Regions from separate parts of the Mus musculus genome. Here regions 1 and 3 are each linked to region 2. The links are chromatin contacts, called in public Hi-C and promoter capture Hi-C maps. All regions are on one chromosome and are shown on one strand. The core of a region is the stretch at or near the end of the contact, and the rest is flanking DNA. Distances in the headings are between cores, read along the strand shown.

Region 1 (2,700 bases), core at 105-2,604, 610 kb before region 2:
CTGAATACTCCACAGTCCAATGAGGAAGTGACTGGCTACTTTCCCAGCATTCATGCCACCTTTGCTCCAGTGGAGTGGGGGAGGGGGGCTGACCTTGCCAGGCCAGTCATTTGTATGCTCCTGCCTTTGCCCCCCCCCCCCCCCCCCCCCCGCTCCATACCCAACAACGTCCTGGCAGCACTTACTGCACTCAGTGGATGTTAAAAAGACGGCATGAAGTTGAGAGACGGGGATATGGGAGGAGCTGGGAGGGAGTGGACTGTGCATACAATTTTCAAACAATAAAAAAGACAAATGAGACATGAGGCTGTTTTGATTCCACTTGACTCGTTGTGGCTCTGTAATTCTAGTCCTGTACAAAATATCTACACCTCAATTTCTCCAGCTATAAAAAATAGCAGCACTGTTTACTTCATTGGAATGCTAGAATATTAAAACAGATAATGTGTTTGAAGTTGGAAAAAAAAAAAAACAAACTTGTAGAATTTTTTAGCAGTTAATTCCCTGCTCCCAGAATACAGAGCTAATGCATTTAGAGCCCAACCTGGTTTTCTTTGCCAACTGCTATCTTCTATCTCTCTTACATTCTCAAAGCAAGCTCAGTATTTTTCCATCTTAGATGATAGAAAGGCTACTGGACTTCCAGATGTCTTACTCTGAAAAATGTATTTCCCTTTAATATCCTTTCCAGAACTTTATTACAGCACAGAATATCATAGCCTTTCATCATTTTTCTATCCTTTGATTTAAAAAATGTCATCAGAAGGAACGACGATGGTTAAGCTATTCTTGAACTGTATATCAACACTGGCTCCTAGTGGTGGGCTTCTCCATCTGACTTTAAAAAATATATACTCAGTCTCTCCTCCAAGCGCATATTGCTCCCAGAACTCATTAAAAGAGAAGGCTCATTTAAGGCCTAAGAGTTTATTTGAGTTAAGTATAAAGATTTTTTTTTTTTTCGAGATAGGGTTTCTCTGTATAGCCCTGGCTGTCCTGGAACTCACTCTGTAGACCAGGCTGGCCTCGAACTCAGAAATCTGCCTGCCTCTTCCTCCCAAGTGCTGGGATTAAAGGTGTGTGCCACCACCACCCGGCTAAAGATTTTTTTTTTAATTAGGAATTTTCTTCATTTACATTTCCAATGCTATCCCAAAAGTCCCCCATACCTTCCCCCCCCACACACACTTCCCTACCCACCCACTCCCACTTCTTGGACTTGGCGTTCCCCTGTACTGAGGCACATAAAGTTTGCAAGACCAAGGGGCCTCTCTTTCCAATGTGGAATCAGAGCCCAAGTCCTGACCATCAAAGTCCAAACGCTACCTTTTAAGGGCAGATACTTTTAGGCAAGATGCCAAGTCAGGAAGCGCTCCTTGCTAGTTCAGGGCTGCCAAGGAGGATGCGGTGGTTAACTTAGCCTCTTAGGAGAGTGGAGCCAGAACAGATGGTTCCCGAAGCTAAGGAGACATCTTCGACCCGGGGAAATAAAAATCCTTGGAGTTATTCGGATTCGACAGAAACTGAATAAACTTATCAGATTATGGCACTTCTTCAAACTTCAGCAAAAACACATTTGCACAGGACAAAGGCAGCCCCTAGAGAATGAGACCTGGCCTGGAACAAATAAAAAACTTCAGTTCCCAACGTTTCCAGATGGGGGCAGCAGCTCACCAGCAGGGAAGACCTGAAAAGCCCTGGCTTTGCTTTCAAGAGCTATTTCATGGGCATAGATTCATGTTACTTGGCAGAAATGTCTGTATCCCTTTTTGTTTTGGGCAGTTTTTTTCCCCCTAGTCCTAAGACATGTGAATCTTTGGATAACATCCAGGACAGCTAACCCAGCAAGAAAAGCCTTATATGTCTCCAACCAGATTCCCTAGAATTCTCCCCCGCTGTGAGCACACTCACGTGCTTATCAACTTTTCAGATTGTTTTCCCAAATAGCCACCGTTACTGAACAGCATGCCCTCATCCACTCTGGACTTCCCACAAGCTGCCTACCAAAGCAATAAAAAAGGAAAATAGAAGCACCCATGAGCTGCTTCAGGGGTAGGCACGCGCGATCTTGTGTTAAAGAGCTACCGGAGCCGGGCATGGTGGTGCACGCCTTTAATCCCATCACTCAGGAGGCAAAGGCAGGCGGATCTCTGAGTTCGAGGTCAGACTGGTCTACAAAGTGAGTTCCAGGACAGCCAGGGCTACACAGAGAAACCCTGTCTCGAAAAACAAAAAAACAAAACAAAAAGCTACCGGATGAAGAGTCTCAAGTTTCTCAACATCTTCCTAACGAATGTTCAGCCTCTTAAAAACAGCAAAACATCGATGACTTTCAAATGCAAGGATTTGTCACAAAGGCAGTAGGTAGGGCAGGACACCCGCGACACAGGAGAGAAGTAACAGCCACAAATGTTTCTGGTTTCTAAGCACCTGGAGGCACTCTGTTGGCCTTGGAGACTGAAAAAAAGGGAGTAAAAAATGAAGGAGACAGATGTCATCATTGTACTGCTGTGAGCTACAGAAATAGTGCTGACCCAGTGGAACACAACTAAACTGGAGAGAGAGAGAGAGAGAGAGAGAGAGAGAGAAAGAGAGAGGAAAACTAGCCAAACTGTATTTTACTGATAATTATCCTTTTATGATAAGTCAAGGCTGCTTAGGATGATCATGCAAGATTCTTGGGACGAAAGTGGCTATCCT
Region 2 (2,700 bases), core at 5-2,504:
CACTGTGGTATGCATATGCCTCCCCCCACAATAACAACAGTAGCAACAATAATTATAAGTTAAATAAAGTTTATTTTACATTTTGTAGGTTGAACTTAGGGCTGTGTGCATGCTCTAGTTTATTGTACATCTAAGTGATATAAAATAAAGCTTAAAAAAATCTAAGGTGTTAGACAATATGATAAAAATCAAGTAGATTCTTGGTATTAGCTGCTATGATTTGTGTCAAATTAAGAGACAACAGTGGAGGGGTGTGGAGACATGGCCAGGGAGGTTTTGACCGACCAAGGTTGACTTCACAACCACGCAGACCACTGTGTTTTCAGGAATGTTGTCCAATGGGTTGGATCACTCTAAGGAGCCATGGGCCACGAATCTCAGTTTCCTAAGAGCAAAGTTACTGCAAAGCAGGCAGTTCACCCAGGGGTGATGCACAGCTCACACGCCACCCACATCATTCTGCATTTTCAAGGGGGAGTTCTGAGTTGATTAAAGGTGCGTTCAGCATTCCTTCACGGAGAGATCTACAGGGCTTTGAAGGCCTCCTCCACCTCCTTTTCCCCTCTCCTCTCTCTCTCTTAGGACAGAGCACTTGTGTTTCTCTTCAGTGTCTCAACAGTGTCTTAGAGGACAACCTGCTCTAAGATAAATACACAAATGGAGAGGATAACTAAGTCTGGCAGTGTTTGAAACAAGGCTCTGGCCCATGACTCTCCCTCCATCCCTGACAGGCCCCTCATTTGTGGCCTGCGCAGAATCCACAGGCAGAAATCAGTAACAAACAGCCCTGGCACTGAACAGAGATGTGCATCCAAGCATGTTTATGAGCCGCAGGGAAATTTTCCCTGATAGAGCCTCAAGGGCTGGCCTATGGGTTGGTACAGCTGTCTAATAAAAGACCATCTTTGTAATCAGCGCTCAGTGGAAACGTACCATCTCATTTATAGAAACAGTGAAGCCACCTGCTATTTAAAGGGCCCTCCTCCTCTTCTTCCTCACCCCAGGGCTAAGTTTTCCAGCATACTCCCTCAGCCAGCTGTGTCTTGTCAAAATCCCGGTCAGTGCCCTGGGAAATATGATTCTGACCAACTACCCCATGAGCTATCGCTCTGCTTTTTATACTCTGCCTGGAGTCCAGGAGTAACGGTCTCATACACAAAAAATAGCTTCCATGAAAATGGTCAGCTAGGCAGGAACAAGATGTGCCTGGCGGACTAGGGGGTAATCAGGTCCCCTTCAGAATCACTGCTCGGTGATTCACTCCATGCTGTTCCCACACAGCTCCGGCTGAGTCAGGTTCTGACAGCTGAGAAGGCGGGAAGGGAGAGAGGAAGGGAAGAAAATGTCGCTGTAGAGGCAGGAGCCCAGCAGCTCAGAGTGGAAGGAGAGCTTTGGAAGATGCACAAAGCAGTAAAGAAACTGGGTATAGTGAACCCCAAACTCAAGCCAGCTTGGGGAACGAGTGCTGGTCAAGAACTCTCCGGTTAACTGTGAAAGGAGCCGCAGCCTCCCTGTTTTAACCTCTGAGTTATAAAAAGCTTTCTGCAAGCCATTAGCTCACCTTTTAAAAAGCCATCTCTACTGCTAATGGGGAAGATGGGACCTCTTGGTATCTTCAAGGGCAGCAACTGGAACATGAACCCTAGTTGGACCCTGGAGGGAAATCTCACTTGGCTATCATGCCCAGTCCCTCTCTGCTTGTCTTAAAAGCACAGTGCTGATCCAAGCTCGTTTCTCCTCGACTCATCTGCACCATGGGTCCTGGTTCATGTTTTATGAGCCTTTGTTAATGTTTAAGTGTGCCACACACTCCTATTTATCCTTCAAGTCTCAACGGGAAGCCCCGTCTACCGTCTCCCGTCTCCCGTCTCTGTGAAAGCGCCCTACCTCCTTCCTCACACCCACCTCCCCTCCTCCCTAGCTTCGCTATGTTTAAGGGATCTGTTGTCATGGCCTGCAGCAAGCAGATGGTCCAGGGAAGGCTTCCTTTATGAGTCTGCTTGTTAAGCTGAGCTCTAAAGCTTTTCCCTGTGACAAGATTCAACCCCAATTACTTGCAGATTCTTGAAAGCAAGAAAACAAGCCCTGCTTCACTGTCATACCCACCCCCGGCCACAACAAGGAAGAGAAGGAAGGCGACATAGATAAAAGGAATGTTTAATTTAGGCATGCTAATTTAATTGAGAAGGCTTAGTTTGTATCTGTTTCCCTTTGGCCTGTGGAGAAAGGGGCTTTCTGCAAGTTTGTTTGTTTGAAAATCACTCATAAACATATTTTATTCCATAGATAATACATTCCCTACATGTGCTATAGGGGAAAAGGAAGCTGTTACGATTTATGAAAGAAAACTTGTCAATAGCTAATAGATACCATGCCAGTCTTGTGGAAGTTGGACTCATGGATAAGGTCAAAACCAACCAAGAGATCAATGGTGTAGTCCACTCAATGTTAACCTGGTCTCTAGTTCGTTGGTTATGACACAAAGTTATCAACACCACTTTTACTTGGCCATGACCCACTTCTCGGGCCTATTGCTCTATGTCTGTGGGCTAGGGGACAGCTGCCTGGCCACTGGCCCTGGGAGCATTAGAAAATGGGCGGCCCAGGAAGGAGCCAGTGGGCTGTTATCTGAGGGATATCTGCTCCATCTGGCCTGAGCTTAGTGGAAATTTCCTAAGCCTTCCTCTTCTCCAGGCCTCC
Region 3 (2,700 bases), core at 134-2,633, 670 kb before region 2:
TTCCAGGACAGCCAGGGCTGTACAGAGAAACCCTGTCTCGAAAAAAAAAAAAAAAAAAAAGAAATGTCATCTGCGATTACTCTCAATATTTCAGAATATATGCAAATGCCATATGTATATAAGCACTGTCTAGTCAGTTTTATACAAATTAACCCAAGATGCACGCTCTCTATTTCCTTCTGTATCAGATGCAGTGTCCTAATTGTGATGCTTTATAGCTTACAAATCGCTCTTGTGCACTACCTCGCTTGCGTTTGCAGCGCTCCTGTGAGACTGGCCAACATCCTGTATTTGTTGAGAGAAACTGTACTCAACAGGCAGCAGGCAGCTGCTGAGTCCTAAGGGAGCCAGAACTGCAGTTCTGTGGGCCTTGTGTTCCCAGTACCTGGAATAAGCCCACCCACTCACCATAAGCACTATGTCAAAAATCTGCAGTGAAACTGGATTGCAACTCAAAAACTGTTCTTGCAGACCACAGAACGTAAAATGCAGACTGAGTCAGCTCACAATAGTGTTTGTTGAGTTACTCTATGAACAGAAACCTCACCTTGCCACCATGGATGACGTCAGGAATAACGTCAGGACAGGAACTTCAAAGATGCATACAGACAGACACTAAAGGAAAATATCTTCTCACAGGAATGCAATTTGACAATCCTACTCTAGATGCCCAGGAAGACATGGAAAACAAGCACCCACCGCAGGGGCATTCAAATTTCACAGGAACCTTGCTGTCTTTTACTTTCAAATAACCTAACCGTTTCCCTAACAATTTTCTTTTTTTTTAAATTGAAAACAAAAAGAAAAGAAAAAGAAAAAAATGATTTAAAACGAAAACAGACTCCCATATTGTCCAAACATATTTGCATTAAGAATGTCTGATTCACGTTCTCAGCGGTAACAACCAACCAGAAGCAGTCTAAATATTAATGAGTAGACTGCTTCATTATAATATAAAGTATTGATAAAATGAAAAACTATGCAGCCATTAAAAAGAATAAGGCAAATCGATACACCCTGGTATAGAATAATCTCGAGGACATATTAATCATTAAATACAAAACAATGATAACCACCACCAAGACACAGATGCACCAGAGACAAGAAACAGCAGACTCTCCCAGACCTGCACACACTGCCCGCTGGTGACAGGCCAGGGGGCTGGAGTCGGAGAGACAGTTTTACCTGGTAGTTAGCAGGTAATTCCAGGAGAACCCCAGCCCATTCCTGGGAGCCAGAAAGCCTGCCCTGCTCCTCTTCCCACCCGGCAGCCATCGGGTACTCACCCTTCCCGGAGGCCAGCGGAGCTTGGGCGCCTGGGGGAGCCCCGCAGCGCGAGGCCCCGCAGCCGCAGCGCGCCCGGGCGGAGCATGGCGAGGTGGCAGTGGAGCATGGACAGATCCCGGCCTTAGGAGGGAGGTAGAGAGGGTGGAGGTGGGGTGGGGGTTGGGGGAGGGGATGGGTCATCCCACGGAGGGGCGGGCTCCAGCAGCGCAGCGCCTCCAGGACCGGTGCCACCGGGACCCGCGCCTGTACAGCGGCGGCGACATGGCACCAGCTGGAAGCACTCGAGCCAAGAAGGTGAGTGTCAGTCAAGTCGCTTTCTTCCTTTCTTCGAGGAGTTCGAATCCTGCTTCAGCTACTAAACAAAACCTAAGGTCTTAACTTAGCTCAGCAAGGGGGCTGGGCGGTCCAGAGCCTCAGTTTAGATCGCGTGTGGATTAGCATTCCTGGAGCCCTCACCCAGCTCAGAATTTCTGCGTTCCCTGGTATCCCCAGTTAGCGGGTGAAGAAACTGAGGCCCAGGAGAGTCAGGCGACCTGCTCAGAGTCAGTGTTCACAGAAGAGGGATCCTTTTTCTTGCTTAAGGGCACGCAGGCAGCATCCCCAGGGGGTTCGTCTGCCGGTGTTCCTGTCAGTTTCCATGAGTTTGTAAGTGCATCAACCTCCACCTGCGGCTTCACACCTGCCGGGGAAGCAAGGCTACCATGCAGTTCGCAGGGGTGGGTGTGGGGGTCCACTCTGTTGCCTTCAGCAGACACGCGCACTGGCTCTTCCCCATGGCAGCTTCCCACAGCTTTGAGGACTTCTTGTGGCAGCAAGGGACAGTCAAACAACTAGAAAGGTGTGAACTAGGAAAAGGGGCCTCCCAGGACCCCCCACCCCCAACAGCCCACCTGAACACATAATTCAGAGGCCTGGGGTACTGTTGCTTTCTGAATGCTGAGAAACTGGGAACAGAGGTGGCATAGGATAGTGATCTTAGTAAAGCCCAGGGTTCAATCTCTTGCTAAGTTGTTAGTCAGCCATTAACAGCTCCAAGTGAGAGAGGACTGAGAGGTCTCAGATCCACCCTAACTGTGCGACAGTAATTGCCCACACACAGATGGAGAACCAGTCAGGGTCGGAAGAAGAGATGCTCTCTAGTGATAGAAGCTAAAGTGTAGAAAGTGAAATTAATAAAAAGACTTTCTTCTTCTAAATGTGAAGAACACTACTGCTTCCTTCATCTGAGATTCTGTATGGTCATTTTTTTTATAATTCACTTTTAAAAATTAATTTTATTAAATTTATGTGTGCATTTATGTATTGTGTATCTGTATGGGTATGTGCACACTATGATGTGCCTGTAGAGGTCAAAGAACAATCTGCAGATGTAGGTTTGCCTCTTCTAACAAATGGGACCCAGGGATTAAATTC

What was found. Promoter capture Hi-C pulls out the DNA fragments that hold promoters and counts their contacts. Hi-C and Micro-C count contacts between places; a contact is called where the count stands out from the background.
Region 1: a contact with region 2 is called in a Hi-C map of uterus, with 4 times the contacts expected there. The contact joins two enhancer-like sites. A contact is called at or near these places in 1 of 39 promoter capture datasets (cranial neural crest), 1 of 15 datasets of contacts at CTCF or cohesin (large pre-B cells), 19 of 484 Hi-C or Micro-C datasets (the C2C12 cell line, the G1E-ER4 cell line, the HL-1 cell line and 12 more), 1 of 115 datasets of contacts at active chromatin or transcription factors (epiblast stem cells) and 1 of 9 other capture datasets (embryonic stem cells).
Region 3: a contact with region 2 is called in a promoter capture Hi-C map of hippocampal neurons, with 3 times the contacts expected there. The contact joins the promoter of Dmgdh here to the enhancer-like site in region 2. A contact is called at or near these places in 8 of 39 promoter capture datasets (the 3T3-L1 cell line, the C10 cell line, HPC-7-derived erythroid cells and 5 more) and 1 of 9 other capture datasets (embryonic stem cells).

The regions. Positions count from the first base shown.
Region 1 is chr13:93,612,090-93,614,789 of GRCm38.p6, reverse strand. No RefSeq gene overlaps it. Among named protein-coding and RNA genes, the nearest start is that of Gm31977, 15 kb to the right of the region's middle. Within about 2 kb of position 1,354, at least 31 of the 459 cell types and tissues checked have an H3K27ac peak or open chromatin away from gene starts, as enhancers often do. A contact at or near this core is called in uterus, where this site is marked.
Region 2 is chr13:92,999,310-93,002,009 of GRCm38.p6, reverse strand. No RefSeq gene overlaps it. Among named protein-coding and RNA genes, the nearest start is that of Gm41019, 5.2 kb to the left of the region's middle. Within about 2 kb of position 1,254, at least 49 of the 459 cell types and tissues checked have an H3K27ac peak or open chromatin away from gene starts, as enhancers often do. A contact at or near this core is called in hippocampal neurons and uterus, where this site is marked.
Region 3 is chr13:93,673,119-93,675,818 of GRCm38.p6, reverse strand. It overlaps Dmgdh (dimethylglycine dehydrogenase precursor), which reads right to left and starts at 1,383. Exons shown (of 16, transcript NM_028772.3): 1 at 1,287-1,383. The coding sequence starts at 1,372. It overlaps Bhmt2 (betaine-homocysteine methyltransferase 2), which reads left to right and starts at 1,517. Exons shown (of 8, transcript NM_022884.2): 1 at 1,517-1,581. The coding sequence starts at 1,549.